2 separate regions of the Triticum aestivum genome follow, and region 2 is linked to region 1. The links are chromatin contacts, called in public Hi-C maps. All regions are on one chromosome and are shown on one strand. The core of a region is the stretch at or near the end of the contact, and the rest is flanking DNA. Distances in the headings are between cores, read along the strand shown. Region 1 holds the start of LOC123053320 (probable receptor-like protein kinase At1g49730). Region 2 holds the start of LOC123053321.

Region 1 (7,432 bases), core at 1,443-3,942:
TGAAACAGTTTTGAAAAGATACCCACATATACTCCATTTACCAAAGATGTATATTCATATGAAACTTGCACTACAAATCTACAACAAAAATGTGCTGATAATTGATTAATATAATATACCTATAATTTGCATACTGTGAAATACTATGTGCAAATGTGTCACAGTCAAAAAAAAGTGCAGCACAGCTGAAGCTTTGAAAAGAAAACTGGTGATGAACATGTTCATTCATGAAATGCACTAGCCTTGGCAGTTAACACTCTTCAAGAAAAGGAAAAGGTGTTCTTCCTCTATAAGGTGCTACATAAGTTCTACAAATCATAGTTGTAAATCCTGTGGGGTTTATGCAGTGTACTAGCATTAAGAAGTCAGAACAAAAAATATGTAATATTATTCTCCCTCTATAAGTTATGAAATACAAAAGTAATGTGTGGCCAAAATTTTGTTAAGTGCACTGTCCATTCTATGATAGACGGGAGAAAATTCGAACCTTGAAGAGCACTCAGCCCCTGAACGCTGAAAAAGCAACCCGCCGTATCAAGAGTAGATATGTTCCCTTGACTCACAAAAGCAACAAAGGCAGCGTCACGGCAGGTATTCAATGTGACATTATCTTGTTCCCCCACAAGATGGCGGAGGTATGACAAACCAGAATTTAAGCATCTCTTGCAGCTGACGTCATCTGGAAGTGAGGTTGCACAATTTCTAGTCACATCACTGAAATTCGGAGACTGTAACATTTGGAGGATAGTAGTCATCCCAACGCACTGATAGGACGCCTGAATCTTGATCCCGAGGCCACAAAACGAAGCTGCAGTAGGAAGTATCCCATTGGACACGAAGGTGTCTGAGATATTGCTAATACAGGCATCGGCAAGTTCAGATGGAACCCCAAGAGTGCCTGTTGTGTTCGCATACATTGCAGAAGAGACCGCGAGGACGGCATTGATATAGCGGCAACACTTTGAGTGGCCATTCTGATCCGAGCATACAGAAGCTATCAGCGCAAAGTTTGGCCAACTGAAATCCAACGGACAATCTGCATGGTCAAACAACAAACATGAGTAACGATGCAAATATGGCTGGTCCATAATCACAAACTTTTGAAAGAGGAGACTCGTCATTCTGCATCTTTGCTAAATTTGGCAAAGCGGGTGTCACACTCACACAGAAAGAGCAAAACATGCAACTGATGTCGCAGTACAGCAAGCCAACACTTATGCTCACAGCGTGAATTGTGCTCGTATCTAGCAGAAGTGAAGTTAACGCCATTGGGAATAGGCCACATGACCAGTACTAGCTGGGGGACGAGACTTGCCTGCTCCCTTCCCATGCTCCCATCCGTGCTCCCGCATACGTGGCTTGATTTGATTGGAAGAAAATAAGGCCCGGCCCCACCCCCTGAAAATCAGGGGGGAGATGATTAGATTAAAAAAGAAAAAGGGAAAAGAACAGCCGTAGGATGAAGTGGGAGCACGGATGGGAGCATGAAGAGGGAGCAGGCAAGCCGGATCCACTAGCTGGGTACGTGCCTAATGGATTGCCTGTCATAAATTTCATACTATCCATATTTCCCTCATTACACCAGAGCTGCTACGAAATCGAATATAGAGCATTTGATGGTACACTGTAGGCTAGCACATAGTATAAGTGAAAAAACAACCCATGTGCACCTGAGGAACATCAGGCAAATCAAAAATATCTTGTGACATTATCAGTGGTTCAGTAACGCCAAATGCCAGGACTGAAACCCTCACGGACAGCCAAGTCCAACGGCTATTGAAACCCAAGAGCCATGAAAGTCCATCGGCCCAGTCGTACGTGTACAGCAACTCCATTAGGTAGGCGAATTGAATGGCCTAAGGAAGGAAGGACTCCAACGCGATGGGGAGTGAGCAGAGGCGGTCCCTGCTCCCCTTGCCAACTACACTGCGTCTACAGAAAGAAGGCAGGCGAAAAATGCGCCTCGTACCAGTCGTGCTCAGGGATTGTTCCAGGGCTAAGTGACTCCATCTCGCACCTAAAATGCCTACTACTCGCGTTCGCCTCTCCTAAAAATGAAGTCCTAAACCTACAGTACTGTACCAATATTCTGGGCTGAACCATTAGAGAAAACGCAAAGGCGTTAGGGACGCATCGAATGGGCGTCGGAAGGGGAGAAACCGAAATCAGTGATTGAGCTAAGCGCGCCCACAGCCGTCGCCATCGCCGACCGATCCCCTCGAACCCCAAATACCAAATGCAGCTAATGCTGTTCCGCCACTGGAGCGGAGTGGGCTTCAACCGGTTGCCAGAGACGGGAACAGGTAAAGAGATTACGTGGGGCGGCGAGAACGGTTTACCTGCCGCGATCGCCGCGGGCGGAAGCGGGGCCAGGAGCGCGACGGCCAGCGCCGCGCAGAGGACCGGCCCTGGACGCCGCATCCGGGAGCCGCACGCGCGCGGCCGGCGGCGCGGCGCAGGCGTCGTATCGGCCGCAGCGAGAGATGAACAGGAGCAGGGCGGAGCGGAAAGGTGGGGTTTGTCCGGTGAGGGGAGGGCGAGGAAGGAAGGAATGGGATGCCAGGCTGACGCTGCCCCGACGCCAACCCAATATGCTCGTTTGTGTTGCTGACTGCGGCCGCGGCGCTGCCGCTTTTCTTCTTTGCTTTGCGGGTCGCAGCGCGGCTAGGCGCCTTTTTCTACTAGCCGCGCGTGGAAGAGTGGGCGGGGTCTTTGGGATGGGCTCCTCCCGGTCACGGGCACGGGTGCGCGGAACTGCGAATGGGGGAGTCCGCTCCGGCTCCGCGGACCACGGGTGGGGTGCACATGGCGCGGTAGTCACTCTCACCGGCCCAGGCGACCAGGCAAGCCCCGGCGCCGTATCCAAGAACGCGTACTGTGCGAGTGTGCGTCGCTCGTGTCCTTTTGTGGCCGATGGCCTGGTGAGCCCCAGATACCTGTGTGCGTCGCTCGTGTCCTTTTGTGGCCGATGGCCTGGTGAGCCCCAGATACCTGTGGTCGACCTCCCTCCAGCCTCCAGTGAGGCGAGGCCTCCTCTACCGTGTCCATCACGACCGTCCCTGCACATGAGAGCAACTTCAATGGGGCGCCCATTTCGTTCGCGGCCGTCGTTTGGGTCGGCGCGGACAGAAAAGGCAGCCCAACGCACCGACCCAAACGGACGCGCGTCCGTTTTTCGTCCGCGGGCGACCCATTCCCGGTCCATTTTTGAGCCTGATTTGCGTCGGCGCGGACACGTGACGGACGCGCGCGCTCGCCTACTTCTGTCCCCGGACCCGCTGGTCTGTGGCACATTGGCCTCCCGTCTCACCCTGCGGCCAACAAAGCAACCCTCCCGCCCCCTCCATCAGCATTTCTATAGTATTAAGGTCTGTATTCCATTCCATTCCTATTGCAGCCCAAAAGTTTCTGCTGAAGTCACATTCAAAGAAGAGGTGTTGTAGGTATTCATTGGGTTCATCATCACATAGGATACACCTCCTATTTTCTATTTGAAAATTCTTCCTGATTAGTAGATCTCTAGTATTTAATCTATCAAGCAGAAGCAACCAGAAGAAGAATTTTTGTTTGGGCAAGTTGCATGATTTCCAAATCCACTGAAATGGTGGTGCTGCCTTTGGTGGGTTTCCAATAAGGTGCAGATAAATCTTTCTGTTGGAGTATTTGTTTCCTTTCCAGAGAAATTGCCAGCAATCTTTATTGTCATTGTCTTGGTGGATGTTGCTTATGATTTCCAACATCTCATTACTTTGTTGAACAGCCATAGATGACATGGGTAAATGGAACATCTCATAAAAGTTGCTGGTTGAGGAAACGATAGCCGAGGCAATTGTACACTCTGCATCTTTAGAAAATGAGTATAAGTGAGGAAATCTGCTCTGTAGAGTGTCCTCATTCCACTTATCATGCCAGAGTGAAATGGTGCTGCCAGTAGAGGGGATACATGTAGTCATGCTTTTAAAATCCTGCAAGATAGAACAGCAATCTCTCCACGAAAAAGATCCCAACCTTGTAGGATATGAGGGTATAGAGCCATCAGAATAATAATTATTCCATATTAGTTCCACCCAAGGAGTATCATGTTTATTTAAAAACTTGAAGAGAAATTTGATTAGAAGAGCTCTGTTTTGAGTTCTCAGATCAAGGACTCCCAGTCCTCCTGCTTTTTTGGGGAGGCAGACAGTATCCCATTTAACTAGACAATTACCCTGTTTATTGATCTTGTTACCATACCAAAGAAAACTTCTGCCAGATTTTTCAAAGTGATCTAAGATAGTGAAAGGCACTCTGATGCAACACATTGCATAAATTGGTAGAGCAGAAACCACTGCCGTGTTGGTCCATCACCACCTCAACAGCCAGCGGCCGTTGTTTCGTGGCTCCATTCCGGGCCACCTTCCGGTGTTGAATCGCAACCGAGAGAGCGGGCATTTCCTTCTCTGAAAGGACTACTTTGATACAACAAACCCGTTGTTCAAACATCACAAATTCCGCCGCCGGTTCCGTATGAGTAGGCATGTTTTCAACCGTATTAGAGAGGAAGTGGTCGGCTATGATGACTACTTCGAGTGCAAAGAGGATGCCGTCGGCAAGATTGGTTTCTTCTCTTATCAGAAATGCACTGCCGCCATCTGAATGCTTGCATACGGAGTGCCCGGTGATCTCATTGACGAGTACGTCCGTATGAGCGAGTCTACATGCCTAGAGTCCCTGTATAAGTTCTGCAAGGCTGTGATTGTTGTGTTTGGCCCTGAGTACTTGAGAGAGACGACAACTGAAGATAGAGCCCGTTTGCTGGCGATGAATGCCAGCAGGGGCTTCCCGGGGATGCTTGGCAGCATAGACTGCATGCACTGGGAGTGGAAGAACTGCCCTTCTGCTTGGCAAGGGCAGTATAAGGGACATGTCAGGGCTTGCACTGTCATACTAGAGGCCGTGGCGTCTCAAGATCTCTGGATCTGGCACTCTTTCTTTGGCATGGCTGGATCACACAATGATATCAACGTGCTTCAGCGCTCGCCGGTGTTTGCTAGGCTTGCCGAAGGCAACAGCCCACCGGTGAACTTTACTGTCAACGGCCACAACTATGACAAAGGGTACTATTTGGGTGACGGTATCTATCCTCAGTGGACCACTATTGTCAAGACAATACCCAACCCTGTCGGAGAGAAAAGGAAAAGATTTGCCCAAGAGCAAGAGAGTGCTAGGAAGGATGTTGAGCGTGCCTTTGGTGTTTTGCAATCTCGATGGGGCATCGTTCGGTATCCCGCTAATACTTGGAGCACGCAGAAACTATGGGAGGTGATGACTACTTGTGTGATCATGCACAATATGATCGTAGAAGACGAGCGCCCGGAACGTCTGTACGATCAAGGCTTTCAGTTTCAGGGTGAGAATGTTGTGCCTGAGCATGGAGTAGCGACAACATTTGAGCAGTTCACTCGGTTTCATGAAGACATGCGTGATTGGGAAACTCACGTCCAACTGCAAAATGATTTGGTTGAGCATGTGTGGACTCATGTTGGCAACCAATATATGTATCTTCTTTTATTCGTTTGCAAAACTATGTGAAACATTTTTATTTGTATTTGGCTTGTAAAACTATGCTATTTATTTGGGCGGCCAGACTATTTGGCTTATTAACATTTTCATTTCACAATATGTTTGAATGCAAATCAATGTAAAATTGGGCGGCCACCCGGCCACGCCTGCACATATGGGTCGGCGCATTGGACGCGCTGCCGGCCCATATCAAAAACAGGGCGGACGCCGGGTGGGCGGCCGACCCAAACGGACAAAAAGCGGACGAAATCGCCGTCCGTTTGGGTCGGCCCGTTGGAGTTGCTCTGATGGCATGATAGCAACCCCAACAGGTCGTCCCAAACGGACGGCGATTTTGTCCACTTTTTGTCCGTTTGGGTCGGCCGCCCGCCCGATGTCCGTCCTGTTTTAGATATGGATCGGCAACGTGCCCAACGCACCGATACATATGTGCCGGCGTGGCCGGCTGGCCATACTGTTTCAACAAATATCTCATTTTTGCATTGATTTTGCATTTAAACATATAGTCAAATAACATAGTTTGAACCGAATAAAATAGCATAGTTTTACAAATCACATAAATATAAAAATGTCTCACATAGTTTTGCAAGCCGAATAAAGAAGATACATCTATTGGTTGCCAACATGAGCTCACATATGCTCAACCAAATCATTTTGCAGTTGCACGTGAGTTTCCCAATCACGCATGTCATGATGAAATTGGGTGAACTGTTCAAATGTTGCCGCTCCTCCATGCTCAGGCACAACATTCTCATCCTAAAACTGAAACCCTCGATCGTACAGACGTTCCCGGCGCTCATCTTCTACGATTATATTGTGCATGATCACGCAAGTCATCACCTCCCACTGTTTCTGCGTGCTCCAGGTATTAGCAGGATACCGAACGATGCCCCATCGAGATTGCAAAACACCAAAGGTACGCTCGACATCCTTCCTAGCACTCTCTTGCTCTTGGGAAAATCTTTTCCTCTTCTCTCCGACAGGGTTGGGGATTGTCTTGACAACAGTGGTCCACTGAGGATAGATACCGTCACCCAGGTAGTATCCTTTGTCGTAGTTGTGGCCGTTGATAGTAAAGTTCACCGGCGGGCTGTTGCCCTCGGCAAGCCTAGCAAACACCGGCGAGCGCTGAAGCACGTTGATATCATTGTGTGATCCGGCCATGCCAAAGAAAGAGTGTCAGATCCAGAGATCTTGAGACGCCACGGCCTCTAGTATGACAGTGCAAGCCCTGACATGGCCCTTATACTGCCCTTGCCAAGCAGAAGGGCAATTCTTCCACTCCCAGTGCATGCAGTCTATACTGCAAAGCATCTCTGGGAAGCCTCTGCTGGCATTTATCGCCAACAAACGGGCTGTATCTTCAGGAGTCGGCTCTCTCAAGTACTCAGGGCCAAGCACAGCAATAACAGCCTTGCAGGACTTATACATGGACTCTGGGCATGTAGACTCACTCATACGGACATACTCATCAATGAGATCATCGGGCACTCCGTATGCAAGCATTCAGATGGCGGCAGTGCATTTCTGATAAGAGGAGAAACCAATCTTGCTAACGGCATCCTCTTTGCACTCAAAATAGTCATCGTAGCCGACCACCCCCTCTCTAATACGGTTGAAAAGATGCCTACTCATACGAAAACGGCGGCGGAATTTTTGATGTTTGAATAATGGATTTGTTGTATCAAAGTAGTCGTTCCTAAGAAGGAAATGCCCGCTCTCTCGGTTGCGATTCAACGCCGAAAGGTGGCCCGGAATGGAGCCACGGAACAACGGCCGTTGGCTGTTGAGGTGGTGATGGACCAACATGGCAATCAATATCTCCTCCTCGTTATCGGCCGATGAATCGTCGGAGTCGCAAAGGAAATTG
Region 2 (7,432 bases), core at 3,005-5,504, 130 kb before region 1:
TCTCTCTCAATTTCAAAGTCTGGATAACAGAATTGAATTTCTCTATGTAATGGGAGTGAGCCATATTTTTGTTTTTCTCTCCACTATCATGGAGAATATTAAAATCTCCGCCCACTATATAGGGGACATGAAGTTGGAAGCAAACAGAAACTAGTTCTGACAAAAACTCATCTTTTCTCTCATCTTGGGCTGCTCCATAGACCACTATGAGAGCCCGAACACACTTAAAAACTCATCTTTTCTCTCATCTTGGGCTGCTCATAGACCACTATGAGAGCCCGAACACACTTATGCTTCACATCATAAAACGTTAACTTGTACAAGGAAATTACCAACTACCTAGGAGATGATTTCAAGGGTCTCTTTTTTCACTCCACACAGGATACCACCTGATTTTCCAACAGAAGGAACCCAATTCCATTCAAATCTGTCGAAGGGATCACTTTTCCTAAGGAACATAGAAGGGAATTTCTTTTTCATAGTTTCTTGAAGGCCTATAAAATCTAGGGAATGATCTTTAATAAGATCTGAGAAGCAGGTAGTCATCCCTTTTTTACCTCCCCCCTACAATTTCAGAATAGGCCATTCATTTAATTACCTTATTTTTTTCCCCCTTGGTAACCATACTAGGAAGCAGAGTATGGTTACCTTTACATTCTTTCAAGGAAACATTATTTTTATATCTAAAAAGTTATATAACGAATTCTGGCGATAATGCATAGAGCCAGCCAGTCATGCTCCGTTTTACCAAATGTTTTACTGTGTCTGTTCGCTTGTTTCAGTATGTATTATGTAATCTATGCTTCATCGGAATGTATAGATCTCTTGTGAACGGAGTACACTGCCACTGTAAAATGGAAGTAATTCTGCACGCACGACGCACCTGCCCTCTGACTTCAGAACTCCTGATGCATATATATAGCCAAAGTAGTCTCCGGCTGTCCATAATAAACTACAGTTTCAAAGCAGAAGCAGTAATACAGGACAGCCCGGCCGATGCATATACACATAGGAGCAAATTGTTCAGTGTTCGGTACACGTCCATAAATGCTCGAGCGAGCCATTCCCACTCTGACAGCCTCCATGTGAGGTGAGATCTCTCGACACGAGGATGCATGCAGTGTTCCCGTCCCGTCCCTGGTGTACTTCTGGTAATGTCAAACTCAATATATCATTTTTAAAAGTTACAAAAATTCTGGAAAATATTCGGTGCACTGGTAAAAAATTGATCTACGTTCGAGGTGCAAAAAAGATAAATTTATGCGTGAATTATAGTAGTTGTACGTGGTAGCTAATTTCTGTTTGGCTGTAAAATTGGCCAATCATCAATACCATCACTGAATGTTTCTTTCATATTTTTCTCTCGAGATGTGTTTTCGGTTCTGAATTTAAATTTTTGTGGGAAAATAGACATACAATGTTGAATCTGTGCATTATTTATTTTGCTTCAGTTTTTGCATAACTCTGCAGTGGCGTTTCAGTCGTGGGCATGCAGGAGATGGGAGCACAGGATACGATCCGACACAAACCTTCACTGACCCCTAAATGTACATCAATAATACTAGTAGCAGTGTTCTACCATTACAGCTATCGAGCCAGTCCTACTCTTCGACAGTGAAACGGCTCTGCGCATTAATACGGGGATTCGTTTTTTTGATTGTAACCATCAGATTTTGGCAGTAAAAAAGAGCTAATGGTCATCCATCAGATCGATATTACAGTGCCCCTGGAGCAGTCGTGGAACTATCCATTCATAAGTACAGTAGATGTTCCCCGCAGAAAGAAAACACTCATAATCCCTGCAAAAAAAAAAAACATTCATAAGTAACTCTAGTTGGATGCGTACCACCGTACCAGCAAGCTTAAAACCTCCGTGTAGAAAGAAAGGGGGGGGGGGGGGGGGAAATCCACGGTTTATGGGAGCAGTTTACACTGACGGTGATGGGACAGCAACGTCCGCCAATCCAATCCATACCGCACCAAAAACGGAAGCAACACCGGCTTCACGGCAACCACGCCTTGTGCGCACATCACAAAACCCACGCCACACCCACACCCACACCGTCACCGTCCATGAAAAAATGCGGCAAGAAACGCGTGATCATTCATTCATTTCATCCCGATGCAGGCGACAAAATTCATCTGTACTCCATTCACAACGGACACGCCGCTTTCTCCCGTCCAAATGGTACTAGTAATCCACGCATTACATCACATTACATAACATAACATATGCAGCAAGCAACGAGAGGAAGAAGAAAGAAAGATGGCGGTGTCGGGTCGGGTCAAGGTGGCTAGACGTGGGTGCAGGATTTCTTGAGGGATATGGCTTTGCCCAGCTTGGTCGTGTCCAGCCGGACGGTGCACTGCACGTTGTTGTAGAACCTGGGCTTGACCAGCTTGCCCAGCACCAGCGCCCGCGCCCTGATCCTCAGCGTCAGCTGCAGCGGCACCGGCGGCGGGGGCACGCCCTTGGGCCCCGGCGTGCTGCTCAGCCCCGCGCCGCCGCCGTACAGCGGCACCTTGTTGCCCACCACCGTCACCGCCACCTTGCGCTGGCTCTTCCGAGGCTGGTAGAAGTACTTCATCTGCCACACAGATTTTGCGGTATATTTAGATGGTTTTGTAGCTTGAGTTCAATATACGATTTCCACGCAAAAAAAGAAGGAAAATAATAATATGAATTGGATTTCCCGCGGAAAAGGGAGGAAATAAAGAACGGGTATGAACTGGATGACAGCAACTCGGGATGGCGATGTCCTGTTCGAGTTTTTCAACAGTGTTCAGTGGCCTCTGCTTTTGTAGCTATCAGCAGACGTTGCCATGGCTAAATTAACACCCTTTGTTTTGGTCAAGACATGTGCAGCTGTAGTCCAAAGTTCGCATCTAGAAGCCACAGAGCAAGACTGACTTTCTCTTTGGGCTTACAATATGCAAATGTGTGTTCATAAGACTACTGGTTGACGTAAATGCACCGCACAAATGTTTACGTATCTATCAACAAGAAATGAGAAATCAATCGTTCAGGCATGACCTGAATGCAGTACTTATTGTGATTAATTCACAGCCATTTACTTACCAGATTGACTCGGTTGTTCTCCAACTTGAGGCTTACCATTCGATCGATCAATCAGATGAAACCGTTCAAAGAAATCTGTATGAGGAATTAAGGATGCGCGTGCGGGGATGAATGAATGCTTACGTCGCCGGAGGCCATGAGGAGCTGGGAGTAGTAGAGCGTGACGGGCTGCGCCGTGACGTGCACGCCGAAGAAGCTCCCCGTGTTGCGGAACGTGAGCCTCACCGTGGCGTTGATCGTGGACATCTCCGTCGGCACCAGCGACGCGTCCGTCCCCGCCTGGATCACGAAGTTGTGGAACGTCACGCTCTGCGCAATCAACGGGGAGGAATCATCAGTTCTTGCTTGCATAAGAGAAGACGAATCACGAATCCGGCCCAGAGGGAAAAGGAAAGGGGAGTACGTACGTTGACGGAGACGACGGGCTTCTGGTTGCGGCTGGCGCCCCAGAGGATGAGGGCGAAGAAGGTGAAGAGCACGAGGAAGGCGGCGACGAAGCCCAGCCCGTAGCGCACCTTCCTGGGGAGCGCGGAGAAGCCGCCGGCGCGGCCGTCGGCGTCGTCGTCGTCCTCCATGAGGAGCCCCTCCTCCTCGATGGCCGCCTCCTTCATCCAGGGGCTGCGGCGCGCCGCCTCGCCGCCGCCACCGCCGCCACCGCCGCGCTTCCCGCCTCCGCCGGCGACCCCGCGGCGGGACGAGCCTGCGGAGGGGACCTTGCCGGAGAAGCGGGAGGAGGAGGACTCCCTGGAGTGGTTCCCGAGCGAGCGCGGCGGGGACGCGGCCGGGGAGGAGTGGAAGGAGGAGGCGGCCGTCTTGGAGTGGTTCTCCCCGTCGTCGTGGCTGGGCGACTGCACGTAGTAGGGCGCCCGCGGCGGCGACGACGGCGCCATGCTCGACGTCACCTCCGAGTCGGTCTTGGCGTGATGCATTGCGAGAGCGTTCGGCGTGCCCGTGCCGTCGTGCGTCCTCGTCGCCGCCCTCTCCCTTCTCTTCTCTTCTCTTCTCCCGTTGGGCGCGGTCGCGTGCGTGGCTGGCTCTTGTAGTGAGCGTGGACGGGTGTGTACTGTGTAGTAGTGCTCGCCCACCTCTATCTGGCGTGCGCGGAGGGTCGGGTCGGGGTGGACGGGACGTGTTGGGAGGTGTGCGTCCGCGTCCGGGGATGACTCACTTCCGGGGGCGGGGCGGGGCGGCAGCACCCGGACCCGGAGGACGCGGATCCGCCGGTGCTATAACGATGGGCGCGGTCCTACGCATTCGTCAACCGTGCCTCCCAACGGGTGGGTTTAGCCGTTTAGGCCACTTGTTTTGCTTAATCTGGGCCGTCAATTCACGATCCGACCGTTGTGCTTACGCACTAAGTTTCCTTCCTTCTAATTGAGATTGACTGGCGGTATACATTTAGTAACGACATGGGGTGGTTGCACCGATGACCAAGGGTTTAGCAGCCGTCATTAGTTTAACGCACTATCAAATCAAGTAATAAGATAACTTAAGAACAAGAAAAGTGGCTTTGCTAATCCAATCGCTATCCGTGTTACAAGTACCGTATCTCACATTTCCTTTTTCAAATTGTTTCCTCAAATCGTAAAATAAAGAGAGAAGAAATCGTCAATGCTCTAACTCATATGGCACGTTTCCGCACAAAAAAAAACTATGGCACGGACTTAACAAGATTTGGATGTCTTCAACCCCAATTTGATCTTCCTTCAACCTTATCATGAACTCCTCTACTTCTGGGTCATTTTGCACACCATGTCTAAGTGCTCAAATTAGACATCAAACTTACCAAAACCAGCGAATAAATGAAAAATAATTTTCTTACGTAGGAGGCATTTCAACAAGCACTTGGTGTGCATCGTGCCATCGTCGCAATTGGGGGTATTGGAGGTCGACGTATAGGGCAGGAGGGAGGGGTGAGTTGGCATTGTCTAGATCACCGGAGAGGGACATGCATCAAAGGTGTCGACACCTTTGTCGATTTTTTCATTGGTGTCGACGACTCGTCCTTGAGCTTTGCCACGGTGCACCGCCTCATGTTTGGCGCATCACGCGGAATATGAGGTTGTCCATGGCATGGGAGGGCACGTCGGCACACTGTTGTTGGTGGGCGGCAACATATTCTCCCGTCGACGCCGCGTGAGCGCGGACGCTAGATTTTCCACGGTTGTCGGATTCGAGGAACTCGAGGAACTTGGCGGTGGGGGTCGAGGCAGAGTTGCAGTGGCCGGAGCACGACAAGGAACGTAGGGAGGGCGGGGGGACACATTCGGGAATGTTTTCGGTTCTCCGGGAAAAAATATTCACGAGAGGATATTAGGGATGAGTTATATGTCTATAATTCCCAATAGTGGTAGTTTTTAGGCTAAATCTTTTTTTGGCACGAATTAGAGTTGCTCTTATCCAAATAGGAAAAAATTCATGAGAGGATATTAGAGATGAGAGGAACGTTGGTGATGACGATGACTTCGATTTCCCCCTTCGGGCGGAAGTATCCCCGGCGGAATTGCTCCGCCGGAGAGCAAAAGTGCTCCTACCTAGCTTCCGCCTTGAGACAGCGGCGCTTCATCCCGAAAGTCTTCTCTTTATTTATTTTTCTAGGGCAAATGGCTTCATATAGGAGAAGATGGGCCACAGAGGCCAGCTATGGGCCCCACAAGCTCACAGGGCGCGCCGGGGGGGCACATGAGCTTGTGGCTCACTGGTGGGTCCCCTTGTAAGGGCATATTTCTCCCTAAGTGGTTTTGGTGATTGATAATAGTGCATTTGCGGACTAATCGTGTGCATTGAGCATTTCAGATATCTCATGTCTAGGCACAAGATGATTCGTTGCCCCTCGGAGCCTATTGAAGACGGCGGTTCTCTATGGTTCTTTTCGGTGGATTTGAGTTGTAGGAAAGCCGTACTATTAAGAGGGGGTCCGCTTCGGAAAGGTTAGGGTGGAATCAACATGTACACATATGTTCCTTTGCACCACCTTTCCTTCGCTTCGATGGAGCACCTTCAGTTTATCCATGTCTCTGCGATATGAAGGCTGCCAAATGCTAAAGCTTCTGTGGCGTGCGGTAGTACTACTCAAGGGAGCAGTAGTACTGCATGGGCGTGTGGTAGTACCGCTCATGCAAGCGGTAGTACCGCGCCCAGCGGTGTCCTGGTGAGCGGTAGTACCGCTGCCTCCAGCCCTGACGCTGAAGCATGCAGAAGTAGGTGTGGATGTAATTTTTTTATTTCCGGCCCCACGCGGTAGTACCGCTCCCTGTGACTGTGACCGGTAGTACCGTGCCGGATTTTTTGCACAGTTCCAACCTCAGCGGAAGTAGTTATCGAAGCAATTTATTTCTTCCGCGCTTTTCCAGCGCCAGTTGAGCCCTGCCTTACGGTAGTATCGTAGGGGCTCATGGTAGTACCGCTTCGGCGGTTCTACCACTCATTGCCACGTGCAACAGGTCCTCACCTAGTCACTACCGCGCTAGCGGTAGTACCGCACCCTGGAGCGGTAGTACCGCAACCCTATACAGTACTACCGCGGCTCTGTGCGGTAGTACCGCGCCGCGCGGGCTGAGAGAGGGGATAACGGTTGCATCTTTTCCCCCACTATATAAAGGGGGTCTTCTTCCCCAAGAAGACCACCTCTTCCCTCCCCAAGCTCCATTATTTCTCAAACCTCAATTTTTGCCTGATCTCTCTCCCTAGCCAATCAAACTTGTTGACTTTCTAGGGATTGGTTGAGAAGGCCCCGATCTACACTTCCACCAAGAGAAATTTGATTCCCCCACTAATCCCTTGTGGATCTTGTTACTCTTGGGTGTTTGAGCACCCTAGACGGTTGAGGTCACCGCGGAGGCATATTCCATTGTGGTGAAGCTTCGTGGTGTCGTTGGGAGCCTCCAATTATGTTGTGGAGATAGCCCCAACCTTGTTTGTAAAGGTTCGGTCACCGCCTTCAAGGATGCCAATTGTGGAATCACGGCATCTCGCATTATGTGAGGGCGTGAGGAGAATACGGTGGCCCTAGTGGCTTTTTGGGGAGCATTGTGCCTCCACACCGCTCCAACGGAGACGTACTTCCTCTCAAAGGGAAGGAACTTCGGTAACACATCCTCGTCTCCACCGGCTCCACTCTTGGTTATCTCTTACCTTTACTTGTGCAAGCTTATATTATGTTGTATCCCTTGCTTGCTTGTGTACTTGTTGTTGTTGCATCATATAGGTTGCTCACCTAGTTGCATATCTAGACAACCTATTTCGATGCAAAGTTTAATTTGGTAAAGAAAAGCTAAAAATTGTTAGTTGCCTATTCACCGCCCCTCTAGTCAACCATATCGATCCTTTCAATTGGTATCAGAGCCTCGTCTC

What was found. A called contact is a pair of places that touch in the nucleus more often than the background predicts.
Region 2: a contact with region 1 is called in a Hi-C map of leaf, with 2.5 times the contacts expected there. The contact joins the promoter of LOC123053321 here to the promoter of LOC123053320 in region 1. A contact is called at or near these places in 2 of 5 Hi-C or Micro-C datasets (both in leaf).

What each region holds. Positions count from the first base shown.
Region 1 is chr2D:387,017,866-387,025,297 of IWGSC CS RefSeq v2.1, reverse strand. It overlaps LOC123053320 (probable receptor-like protein kinase At1g49730), which reads right to left and starts at 2,692. Exons shown (of 9, transcript XM_044476778.1): 1 at 2,340-2,692; 2 at 488-1,036. The coding sequence starts at 2,421.
Region 2 is chr2D:387,152,100-387,159,531 of IWGSC CS RefSeq v2.1, reverse strand. LOC123053321 reads right to left here and starts at 4,254. Exons shown (of 3, transcript XM_044476780.1): 1 at 3,487-4,254; 2 at 3,203-3,388; 3 at 2,075-2,588. The coding sequence starts at 4,008. The coding sequence ends at 2,295.